Regions from separate parts of the Zea mays genome. Here regions 1 and 2 are each linked to region 3. A link is a contact called in public Hi-C data. All regions are on one chromosome and are shown on one strand. Each heading gives the region's core, a stretch centred on a gene start, on an enhancer-like site or on the middle of the called end of the contact. The rest is flanking DNA. Distances are from core to core; before and after follow the strand shown. Region 1 has its middle 120 kb from the start of LOC100273425. Region 2 has its middle 44 kb from the start of LOC100273425. Region 3 has its middle 24 kb from the start of LOC100280606.

What was found. Hi-C and Micro-C count contacts between places; a contact is called where the count stands out from the background.
Region 1: a contact with region 3 is called in a Hi-C map of bundle sheath, with 4 times the contacts expected there. The contact joins two enhancer-like sites. A contact is called at or near these places in 4 of 25 Hi-C or Micro-C datasets (bundle sheath, ear, endosperm and 1 more).
Region 2: a Hi-C map of tassel shows a contact between it and region 3, with 3 times the contacts expected there. The contact joins two enhancer-like sites. A contact is called at or near these places in 5 of 25 Hi-C or Micro-C datasets (bundle sheath, ear, endosperm and 2 more).

Annotation. Positions count from the first base shown.
Region 1 is chr2:90,589,607-90,593,357 of Zm-B73-REFERENCE-NAM-5.0, reverse strand. No RefSeq gene overlaps it. Among protein-coding and RNA genes, the nearest start is that of LOC100273425, 120 kb to the left of the region's middle. Within about 2 kb of position 1,372, at least 12 of the 20 cell types and tissues checked have an H3K27ac peak or open chromatin away from gene starts, as enhancers often do. A contact at or near this core is called in bundle sheath, where this site is marked.
Region 2 is chr2:90,670,330-90,674,039 of Zm-B73-REFERENCE-NAM-5.0, reverse strand. No RefSeq gene overlaps it. Among protein-coding and RNA genes, the nearest start is that of LOC100273425, 44 kb to the left of the region's middle. Within about 2 kb of position 1,574, at least 19 of the 20 cell types and tissues checked have an H3K27ac peak or open chromatin away from gene starts, as enhancers often do. A contact at or near this core is called in bundle sheath, ear, endosperm and 2 more, where this site is marked.
Region 3 is chr2:90,437,271-90,441,443 of Zm-B73-REFERENCE-NAM-5.0, reverse strand. No RefSeq gene overlaps it. Among protein-coding and RNA genes, the nearest start is that of LOC100280606, 24 kb to the right of the region's middle. Within about 2 kb of position 2,498, at least 19 of the 20 cell types and tissues checked have an H3K27ac peak or open chromatin away from gene starts, as enhancers often do. A contact at or near this core is called in bundle sheath, ear, endosperm and 2 more, where this site is marked.

The DNA.
Region 1 (3,751 bases), core at 123-2,622, 150 kb before region 3:
TGTGATCTTGTTAGCTGCACTTTCAATGTTCAAGCATGTGTTCTTGTACATCCTAAAGAAGGGCTCTTCTCCTCTTCGGTTGCTCCGGACATTTGCTTGCGCTTCTTTCCTACTGGTTTAGGTTTCTTCAAAGCAACAATATCTTCAAAAAAATTTGACATCTCTAACACATCATCATCACTTGATGATTCACCTAAGGAAATTTCTCGAGGGCAGGATGCGTAGCTCCAGTGACATGCACCTTATCAAACAAAAAGTGCAAATCATCAAGGTGTTTGGGTTCATGTTTTCGAAACCTCACATGGTTGCACTTTACACCTCTCACTGTTGTTGCATCTCTAGGGAAAATGGGCAAGTTAACGACAAACATATACCGATGGCAATTTGAAATGTATTGAAACAATCACAACTTGTCTCACCTCAGGATGTTCAGCTCACCATGCATTATCACAAGCAACAATTTTATTTGTTGCATCCCATCCTAATCCAGTGACAACAATCTTCAATTCCACGAACTTGGTATAATCTTTTTTTCATATTATATAATTTATTCTTCAATTGTGTCTTCACTAGCTTCATTCTAGACCTTACAAAAAACTTTTCCTCCAGGTTCTTCCAACCATTTCTAGTGAAACAACCTTAAGGTCTATTACCAACTAAAATCTCCTCCCCACAAATGCTAAAATCTCCTCCCTACAAATGTCAATCAGGTGCTTCAAAGTTGCATTATCCCAAACAACCTTCTCAATCATACTTTAGTAAAGCGCAACTGAAATATTTTTCTTATAGACCACTTTCACAATGCTCGTTATAGGTAACAGTACAAAAGTATTACATGGAATTGTTTTCATCATTTATATAACTAACACATCAGCAGTTGCCTGTACATGTATGCTACCTCTGCAATTAATGGACATAACTGAGATGAAAAAAACAAGGTGATACACTACTAATAATTTAGGGCTAGTTTGGTGCGTGGCGTCCGGCGCTACGCCGCGCCTAAACCACGGCGGCTTAAGCCACGCACCAAACAGCCACTTAGAAACAAACAGACATCAACATACGTGACGCAGTTTTGAAAATGGCAGATTTGAAGATGTACGAACCAAGCAGGACTTGCAGCTTTTAATTATTAATTCAGGAAATTAACGAGCAGGACTTTGCAGCATTTAATGTGATGCATACAAACCAGCCGAAACTAATTAAAGAACCTGCACGTTCTATAGCATTTAATCTGATGCAAGCAAACAAGATTAAATGTTTCAAATCCTGTGGTTCGGCTGGCTGTTCTGCAGCTGATGCTGACAGTGTTGAGGAGGTAATAATACACAAACCAGCCGCTTACAGTACCCAACCACTGGCTGTCCAACAGCTCGCCGAACAGGCCTGTCACAAAAGCAAATCGAACTGACTAGCCACAACAAGTGTACGTACTGTTGACAGTGTTGAGGAGGGTCGCCGGGAACGGCCGATCGAACTTTAGAATCCATATTTTAATCCGAAACCAGGAACGGTATCGGAATCACCGGTCCGGAAAACGGAAAGGGAAATAACGGGATGACAGTTAACGGTACAATCGGCCGGTAACACATTGATAACGATCGTGAACCGGTAATTAAAATCAAGAACAACGTGCGGTAATCTTGTTTGGCTGCTGGACTAGTGTTGCTTGCACGTTACATTCCACGTCGCTTTTTTTAAGCCATCCGCATGATCGCTATCCAACGGAAGCCATTTGCCCATACCTTCTGTCGACTGAAAGGACGCAAAATATCTAGACGCCGCCCGTTCAAGTCTGTTCCAGCGTTGCCCCTTTCTTCCCGTTGCGGAGCCTACGAGCGATACGACCATGTAAAATATCTACATCTGCATGTGCTAGAGATGTGTCGGTGAGGACGACCAACGCTAGCGGCTAGCGCAGCGCGAGCAGCAGACCGGCCGACGACGCCGTCGACGTCACCTACTCAGTATGGTATTCGAAATTTTGGTAGAATAGAAACTTTTTTTATAATCTAACATCACACTATTGTACTGTATGATCGGTTGCACGTTAGAGAAATAAAAAGAGACAGTAAAAACCAAAGTTTAGACAAAATAACTGTAAAATAGTATGATTTTATATTTTTTATAATATTTTAGTTTATATACATAATATATATATAATTATTTTACCAAAAATAATAGTTAAATACCCTTGCTCGCATGCAGGCCCACCACTGCACGTACTTCCACCTTCTGTTCTACATCGCTATCTCCGGCGGCTAGCCCTTCTTCAACAAGGCAAGCCACACCGCGCACTAGGGGCGGAGGGCCGGTCGCTCGCTCTAGCTCTCTCCACTCTCCAGTTTCCAGCGAGGGCGAGGTCGAAGCGGCTCCCGTGCCGTGCGCCGTGCACGGTGCACCCTGCCGGCCTGCTCGGCTTCTCCTGCGCAGGTGCGCGTGCACTTCAGGGCTTTAGGTTCAGCCCTTCAGCATTCATCAGTGCTTGCGCCTTGCAGGTTGCAGCTTTCTTGTGCATGAGTGTGCCTTGTGCGGCTGGCCGTGCGCGGTGCGCGTGCGCACGTAGCTCCGGCGGCAGCGGGCAGCGGCACACCAGCCTCCGGCACAGGCACGCAGGCGTGCAGCGGCGCTCCCTGCCTGAACTCATCATCAGATAAACGTGAGGAATCCAAAAGGCTGGTCAGGTTCCATGGTGATAACAGTTGTGTTGCAAGCCTATCTGATCCTAAGGAGTCAACGCATCCATTTTCAGTAATTGCCTGGAGAAAGTGCACGCACGCTGCAGGCACGATTTTTAGATAAAATGGATCATACCTCAGACATGTCCTCCAAATGGTCGAGCCTACAATATTTTTTTGACAAGAACCTTTATCTGGAAAAAGGCCTCCGAGCATCTGTAATTGTGGACACAAGAAGGATTGTCTCAAGAATTAACACAGACTGCAATCGCAAGCGTATGCAGCATAACGAAGCTGAAAATAGTACAACCAGTGAGCAGGTCCCAGGCGTGCACCTTAACACGTCATTGCGCGAGTTTTTTAAATTTAAATTCTAACTTAACCAATACTAGGTGTGTGCATGTGCGTTGCCACAGGAGTTAAAAATTAGTATAAATATATATACGGAGAAACAGATTGCAAAGTTTATATCAGGCACATCTGCAAGAAGAAGGCCTCCCATTTAGTTGTTACATGTAGAATTGAATCATAAACTGTATTATAAAACAAATAAAGAATTATACCAGTGACAACAAAAACATCGCATGCCTTGCATATCTAGAATTGCTGAATGGTAGTGGTTGAATTGCATCTAAAACATATTGGATGAATGGAGAAGGGAAAGGAAGATCGGAGTCCAGAACCCAAACAAAATCAAGAACTTCTCATTTGCTTCGCCTAGACTTCCATATGCACATCAACAAGTATAACGAAACACTACATGATACAAAATGCATTGCTTTTATGTAAGAAAGACAAGCCCTCAGCTTAAGCAGAAAAAAACACCTACACTTTGCTCATAACATCACAAGACTTCCTTACCAATTCAATGCCGAATATTAGGAAACCAAATCACAGGCTTCAAAGGACCAAGCAACATCACATGTACTTCAACAACAGAATTCACTAGTACTATCAACAACAGAATTCACAGGTACTGTCAACAATAGAAGTAGACAATAAACTAAATACTACATATGATAGCCATACAGGGCCCTCCCAGACGAGCAAGCCCACGCTGCCGCCTCCTGAAG
Region 2 (3,710 bases), core at 325-2,824, 230 kb before region 3:
GTGAAAACAAATGGTTAATTATGTTTTTGAGGACCTTTGGAAGAGGAAGGCCCCCAACATGTCCCAACAGGGCTGCTTATACCACACCAGCTCCAATGAAGCAAGGTCAGGCCTCACGACGCAAGATTCAACCCTTATCCATCAATTGGGGATAGGTGAACCATGTGAAAGCAGAAGTTGAACCCGAAGAACACGAAAACTCGGAAGAGGTGTCGGTATGGTGAAGAAGCCAATGAAGAGGGCAATGAGCAGCAAGATTAGAGTGTGTATATATATATATGAAGTAGTATTTGTACGACCTAAAAATACTTTAGGTAGTAGCTAGTAGTTTATTATTTTAGGAATAACAATAAGGTCTATTTGAACCTTTGTTTTGAATAACAAGTTATGCATCATGCCGAGATTCTTGTTTGTGCATATGTTTTGAGACAAGTTTGATACACATCCATTTTCTTACTAATCTCAAGGACGAGATTATTTTTAACGGGGGTAGAATTTGTAACAACCAAAATCTTATTTTGGATTTAAAAAAAGGTTTTTCTAGGGTCTAAATAAATGTCATTAATAAGGATTTTATTAGCTTAGAAATTATTTCTTGGAAAAAAGTAAATGGAAATTTTATATTTTGAATTGTCAAAGTTAGATTTGAGTCGCAAAACTAGAAGTTAAAAGTGAAAATCTTTTAATAAACATAAAGATTCTCAATTGTTGATGCGAGTGAATTATGTTTTCTCTCTCCCTCTCTCATGAATTAAGCATCAATATTATTCAAAACAATAAAATAAATAATAAACTATTATTGCATCTTGCTAGGATTATTTTGTTTGTTGCATCTAAATTGGAGCTTGAAATTCAAAACCTAATTTGAATTTGAATTTAGAAATAGAAAACAAAATAGAAACAAAAAAAGAAAAGGGAAAGGAAAAGAACCCATGTGGGCCGAATTCCCTCACCTCGGCCCACCTCCCTTCTTGCAACGGTGGCCCATCACCCCCTTCCCATCTCTTACATTGACGGTCGGGCCCCACTACCTGGTAGTTCCACAGTGTTTTTGCCGCTGCGTGTGGGCTGTGGTTTCATCTCACCGCCATGTGGGACCCAAAGGTCAGCACCATCTCCCCCTCCATATCTCTTCTCCGCTTCGTGCGCTAATAGATGGACGGAAGACTCCACGGATCTTAGCCGTAACAATAGGTCGATCCTCGCTACATTAATGCATGTGCGGACTCTGCACCTAGGCTATAAGACCAAGCCGCCGCACCCCCTTGGTCCTCCACCAGAGCCGTTGAGTACCTCTCGCCGGAGCTGGGGTGAGAGAAACCTGCTGCCGCCACGATTCCTCGAACCGGTTGGAGTTCGAGGCATGGGAGCATGCCCAGGGTGCTTGTTTGAGCTGGTAGGAATAACGCGTGGAAGAATCCTGGTCAGTGGAGGAGAAGACGCAGGACTGGTTCAAGCGCGTCCTCGTAGACAACTCCTGCTTCCCGTTCGAACAGAGCGCTGCCGTGGTTGGTAGAGAAGAGGAAGAAGGTCCTACGGCCGTCTGATCCGGAGAGTGTGGATCAGATTAGATCATGTATTGCTTGTTCATCCATCTAAATCTACACTGTCCGGTTCTGTCTGGACGGAGGAGATTCGACCTCCATATACCTGTTCGTCCATTATATCGGGGACATCAGATTCGGATCCAACGACCCACATAGCATACCAGTTCACATAATGATATATCTAATCTGGCCCTTCGATCCCTAATTGGACGACTCATATTAGGTGATACCTCTTCGGCTGTCCAGAGTTAATCCAACGGCTGACGCGCATCCATACCCCTTCGGTCATTTGCTTTTATAAAACAGACAATGTGCTTTTATGAAATTAACACACCGTCCATGTACCACTGTGAATCATTTAAAGTAGGTCCCCATATTTTGCAAAAATGCCCTTCGGCTATATAAAATACAGAATCCGAACTTCAGTTGTGTAGAATAAAATTTGAAAATTTCTAATACAAGAATAATTCAATAAATTTTAGAAATTTATAACTTGATCATTTTAACTCCAAATTAGTCCATTCCAGTTGCGTTAAATTTATAATAATATTGTTTATCAAACGGTAACCTTAGTTTGTTATGAAACCTAGATTAAAAATTATGCACTTAGTTCTTTTATATCCAACACATAAACCTTCAGAAAATTATAACTCTTTAACCGTAACTCCGAATTTAGTGGTTCTCGAACCTAGGATCTAGTCACGATACGTACATCAACATTATGCAGTTTGTTCTTATGTTTGGTATGATGTTAATTTTGCTTATACCATGTTTGTTTGTATGGCTACGATTAGCAGTGAGGTCACGAGCATCTGAAGACCAAGTTGATACCTGTGAATCTCGAGTCTCAGACAAGTTGTGCCCTTGATCACTCCTTTTTACCTAATAATGTTCCTATTAATCACGGTGACATGCTTAGGTTAATTTGATGGGACCTAAAAGGTTTCCCTAGTATTGTTTATCCCACACCTTGTTTACCACTGAACTTTCGGGTAGTTTTTCTATTGCTCTACCTGGTTTTGGGATTAATATTACATTATGATCATGTTCCAGTTATATTGTTGTTTTAATTATTATTCATGACAAGATCATTATGTTAATTGGAACATGGAGCTTAACTTGAGTAAACAGTGCTACCACAAGGGTGGAATGGGATGCTCTTGGCCAAGTAATTAGGAAAGTTAGGGAGAGATCACCTTACCTAGGTAGGGGCAAGCGGGGAGGCGTCGCTGCTAGAGTATAGGGAGGTCCTCGGGTCGAACTGTCTATAAAGCTTTTCAGACAAGGGATTCCTATGCTTCTTTCGTCCTGAATCCGTAGCGGGTTTTCTCGAACTAGTGAAACATTGGAAAGGCCTCGTAGTGCTGCCCTGCCTCGCTTCCTTGGTAGAGGTGTATGGGGTCCAATCAACCCCGTGGCAAATGGGTAACACGACTTGTGGGTAAAGATGCACAACCTCTGTAGAGTGTAAAACTGCTATATCAGCTGTGCTCACGGTCAAGAGCGACTCAGGACTCTCGCATGATTAATTTATGGAACTAAACTTAATCTGTCATATGCATTGCATCGCGGGTGTTATTATCAACTGTAATCTCTTATTATTTGGGTTGGTATCTACTTATACTTAGTAACTGCTAATAAAATTTTGACCAACTCTAAAAGCAATGCTCAGCTTTAACCATCTCCTTTGGTAAGCTTTACACTTCACATGAGCTCCCACCTTTGGCGAGTTCATGCACATTATTCCCCACAACTTGTTAGCGATGAACGTATGTAAGCTCACCCTTGTTGTACTCACATCCCCCCAGGTCAAGAACAGGTACCACAGGATGAAGCACATAAAGGATGATGTGATGAATTCATGAGTAGTCTAGGCCGTCGTCTCCCAGTCAACTTTGGTTGCTAGATCGTTGTCTTCGTATGATGTAATTATTTAACTATTTTTTACAGAACTCCATTATATATTAAAGATGTGACATTCGTTTATGTACCATGAGTCATCATATGTGTGAGACTTGATCCTAGCACACTTGGTGATTATTTCGCGCCCGGGTTTTGGCCCCATAAAATCTGGGTGTGATAGAAGTGGTATTAGAGCCGACCCTCGCGTTTTCATGGGCGTGAGTGGGTTAGGGGTTTGGGTATGTGGCACATGGCGCATGT
Region 3 (4,173 bases), core at 1,249-3,748:
GTTTTTTTTTCTGTTTTTTTTTTCGTAACCGAAGGAGAAAATCAAGGAAACGGCCGTTGACTCGGTTTGTTTTTTCTGTTTTTTTTGACGTAACCGAAGGAGAAAAACAAGGAAACAATGTTGACTCGGTTTGTGGCGTGATCAAACGGGAGATGGTGGAAGAACACAATGCAACCAGCAACAAATGACGCGAAAGCACACAAATTCAACAATGCAGATTATTGAAAGAAAGTGCGAGGCTCAAAAGGGTGCTGGGATAAGATCTAACCTGAATTTTTATGTGGTTTTGTGGACTGTAGGAAAAAAAAACGCTCGATAAACTCACCGATCAACCTGGAAATCTGATACCAATTGATGAAGCTGAGGTGCCCGATCTTTCGGCGAGTAGAGATAATTCCGATTTGTCGGAAGATGACCCTTGCGATCCGACTACGACGAGCAAGCCCGAGGCGCCAATGCAATCGCTGAACCAACTCCCTGTGGTTACCGACCTTGCTGATGCGAGATCGGCCTGATCACGAAGATCGTTTCCTGTGCGCAATCGAAGAACGAACAAGAAAAAGATGCGAGCAATCTAATCTATTACTCGAGGGTGGAGTTCTGAATACACGAAGACAGCGCAGATTTGCGCGTGTTCGAGAGTAGCTAAGGCTAACGTAAAACAAAACTCAGGAAATAAAGGAGGCGCAGCTCCTGAATAAATAGAGAGGGGGCGCAGCCCCTAGGAGCGGCCAACCCTAGGTCGACCATTATGGGCCGCAATTGGGCTGGTCGTCTATTCTTCCGGGCCTTCGTTCTTTAACAACATGATGTAGTTCAATTCTCTTGCACGGGCCCGAGTCACTGGCCCAGGTGGAAGGGATGGCGCCTGGGCTGGAGAAGGTGCTGCTGGTGTAGATGTGCTCGTGTTGGTGTTGATGTCCGCATCACCCCATTGATCACTTCTGAGGTGATCCGGCAGGGTTTCACTACGTAGCCTTTACAAAAATTTCCCAGAGGTCATAGCCACCCGTTAGGTTTCTCCAGTTTGATAAACACAGTACTTCTCCCCACAGGAAGGGTGACTAACAAAACCAAATTGAAAGAACTTCGGCAACCAGCCTCGGCAGAGCAAGTACTGTGCCCGGACCCCATTGACGGCCCTACGGCGAAGCCAACTACACCTCAAGTTCCTCTAATTAATCAGCTAAGGGTGTCCCATTCCACCCTCATGGTTGCACTGTTATCATGGGTGGTCACTCCACGAACAGATCCTTACAGACAGGAACTCAGGAAAACAGTCTGAGTCCCCTAAAGTATCACAGTTTCATCATCATAATCAAGATAACATCATCGTATCATAAGTATTCACATCATGTTCATTGATTAAGGTAAAGCAATAGCATAAAGCTAACCATGATAACCCAAAAGGTAAACAAGGTTAAGGTAAATACAGGTTAGTCAATCCTTAGGTTTCAATAAAGTAATGCAGGACGGTGAATTATAAAGTATGTACGACATAATAGGTCAGAGGACACTTGCCTTCACCAAACAGATGCTCAGGGTCTTCAACCTTGTAGAACTCAAAGAGCCTGATCACTTGGTCGTCGAAGCTTAACTGTCGATTCACCGAAGCTCAGAAACGGATCACGTTCTATTCGCAACACGAGCGAAGACGTATGGGCACAAGCAAACAAACATACATATGTATAAGAACATTACACCATGCAAAGGAAAACATTATAAAACATGTAGTACGAAATAGAGATCGCTTCCACGGTCACGACAGGAAAAAGAAACGCGATAGTCGGAGCTACGGCCGAGAAGTTATCATGTTTACGCTAAAAAATATTAGTTAGAACATTTAATTCGACATCATCCAATATAAATAATCTCTAACATTTAGTTTCGATTAATCTGTTACACTAGCAGTTGTCAGTTAAATAAGTAATTAAATTAACACGAGAGATTTTAAACGAGCTGAATTTATGACGTGCGAAACAGCAGGACATCGTGTGAACGACGCGCGGGCACGCACAACATAGCATATGCTGACGACGCATGAAACAGTGCGTGTGACCAGCACGAATGACGTGCAAATCAGCACGCGGCCACATGCGAAACAGCGCATGAATGGCACGCGAAAAAAGTTAAATAGACGTCACATTTACATAAACAAATATTAGTTAAAAACATCTGAGTTGGCACTAACCACATTAACTTGTGTTTATAAAAGCGTAAATTAAACTATAAATTAGTTTTCAACTGCAAAGGTATTTTAATAACCGACGAACAAAATGATTATTAATTAAATAAATAAGACATGTGTCGCGACGAAATATTGTTACTAACACGTAGACTATATTATTACGAAGCAGATGCAACTAGAACGGGTTGCAACAAATTTATAACACAAAATATATTGAATAATTAGCATTTTGCGGATATAGACATGGCACAATGTGATCGGACGAATGGGTGACACATAAAGGGACATAGGGATCACAATTGTAGAGGATCCCATGCGATAGCAGACCGATCCTGTGTGTGCAAGACGCCACAACACAGGACAACCTTGCATGGTCCAACCAGAAGTTGCCATGTGGCCATAATTAGAAAAGGAAACGAGTTCTTTCCTTCCTGCAAGTTGCAACTGCATGAGGTTCCTTCTCTATTTCTCTCGCAAGAGCAGTTACCTTTCTCTCTCCTATGCTCGACACGAATGGCAACCGCAAGGGAGGATGGGATCATGTGGGGGTGGAGGGAAAGTGGTGCTGGCCTGAGCACGGCAGGGCAGCGCAGGGGTTCGCCGACCGGCTTGCAGGAGAGGGGCGCAGGCTGGCCTGGCCGGGGCTCAGTGCTAGGCTTCAGCGCAGGTACCAGGGAACCACAGCCAGGGCTGGGCAGCGGTGAGGCGAGCTCGGTGTGGCGATGAGTCGACGTGGCGGCGTTCAGCGCGGGCTCCTCCGGCACGGTGAGGTGCGACGGGCGAGCGTGCCGGGCAGCCATAGGGATGCAGGCACGGTTGTTGCGTGAGCGAGGGGCGAGCGGGGCGGTTCCAGTTTTGACGATCGTGGGCGCTGGTCGAATAGAAGAAATGGAGGGGGGAGCAAGCGTTGGGCCGCGGGGCATGGCTGGCGCGCTGGCGGGGGTGTGTGCAGCATGGGCCGCGCAAGGGCGCGCGTGGGCGCTGGGCGACACCGCGACGGGAGTGGGCTGGGGGAAGCACAGGCTGTGGGGCAGTGCGCTGCTGGGCCAAGCGGTCGAGGTGGTCTGGCCAGGAGGGGTGGGCAGTTGGGCTAGGATGGCGGGGACATTTCATTTTTTATTTTTGTTTTTTTTCTTCTTCCTCTTTTCTTTGTCTATTCTATTTGAATTCATACTCAAGCATGGTTCATGAATTAAATGGATGCACAACAAGTTTCTCCATCAAACAAAAACATATGCTCCAACATGATGCATCAATCGAAGCTTCCTTAGAATTTTATTGTACTAAACTTAACACCTCTATATAGAAAAATAAGTCTCCATTATTTATAAAAAGGGAAAATAAAAGCAAGGAAAAGAGACGGTAACACCTGAATTTTGAGTATAGAGCAAAGAATTTTTTTTATACCCCAAAATTCAGGTTGTTACAAATCTAACCCCCTTAACAGAATCTCGCCCTAAGATTCAAGAAGAGGCTAGCAAGAAAACAATGTTGGTTCGTTGGTTGTTCACAGGTTCTTTGATTCAACTTTGACTCTGCCAGCTTAACTAGCGGACTGGCTAATTTGACCTTTAGATGTTCACGACCAATCGGTGCAATTCTTGAGGATCTCTTGGACCTGTGGGTTAGGACCCACACACGCTTCCGTTGCGCCACCTTGATCTTGTTGGTTGATGTTGATTGCATTGTCTTCGTTGGGGTTAGCGACTAACCCCCTTAACAGGAGCGTTGATATGCATTTGGTGAAGATGTTGCCGACTCTGATCTTGACGGATTAAGAGAGGTTGGAGGTTGTCAATCGGACAAGCGCAAGAGGGAAGGGTATAGATAGGAAATGTATGCATAGATGAATTAAAGAGAAAAAAGGGAGAACACCCAACTACCTAACTCTATGACACTCACCTAGTAAACTGATGCTACTGCGGACCATGGGCCACAACACATCAACACTCATCATAAAAAGCAAATCAGTCATAACACAACGA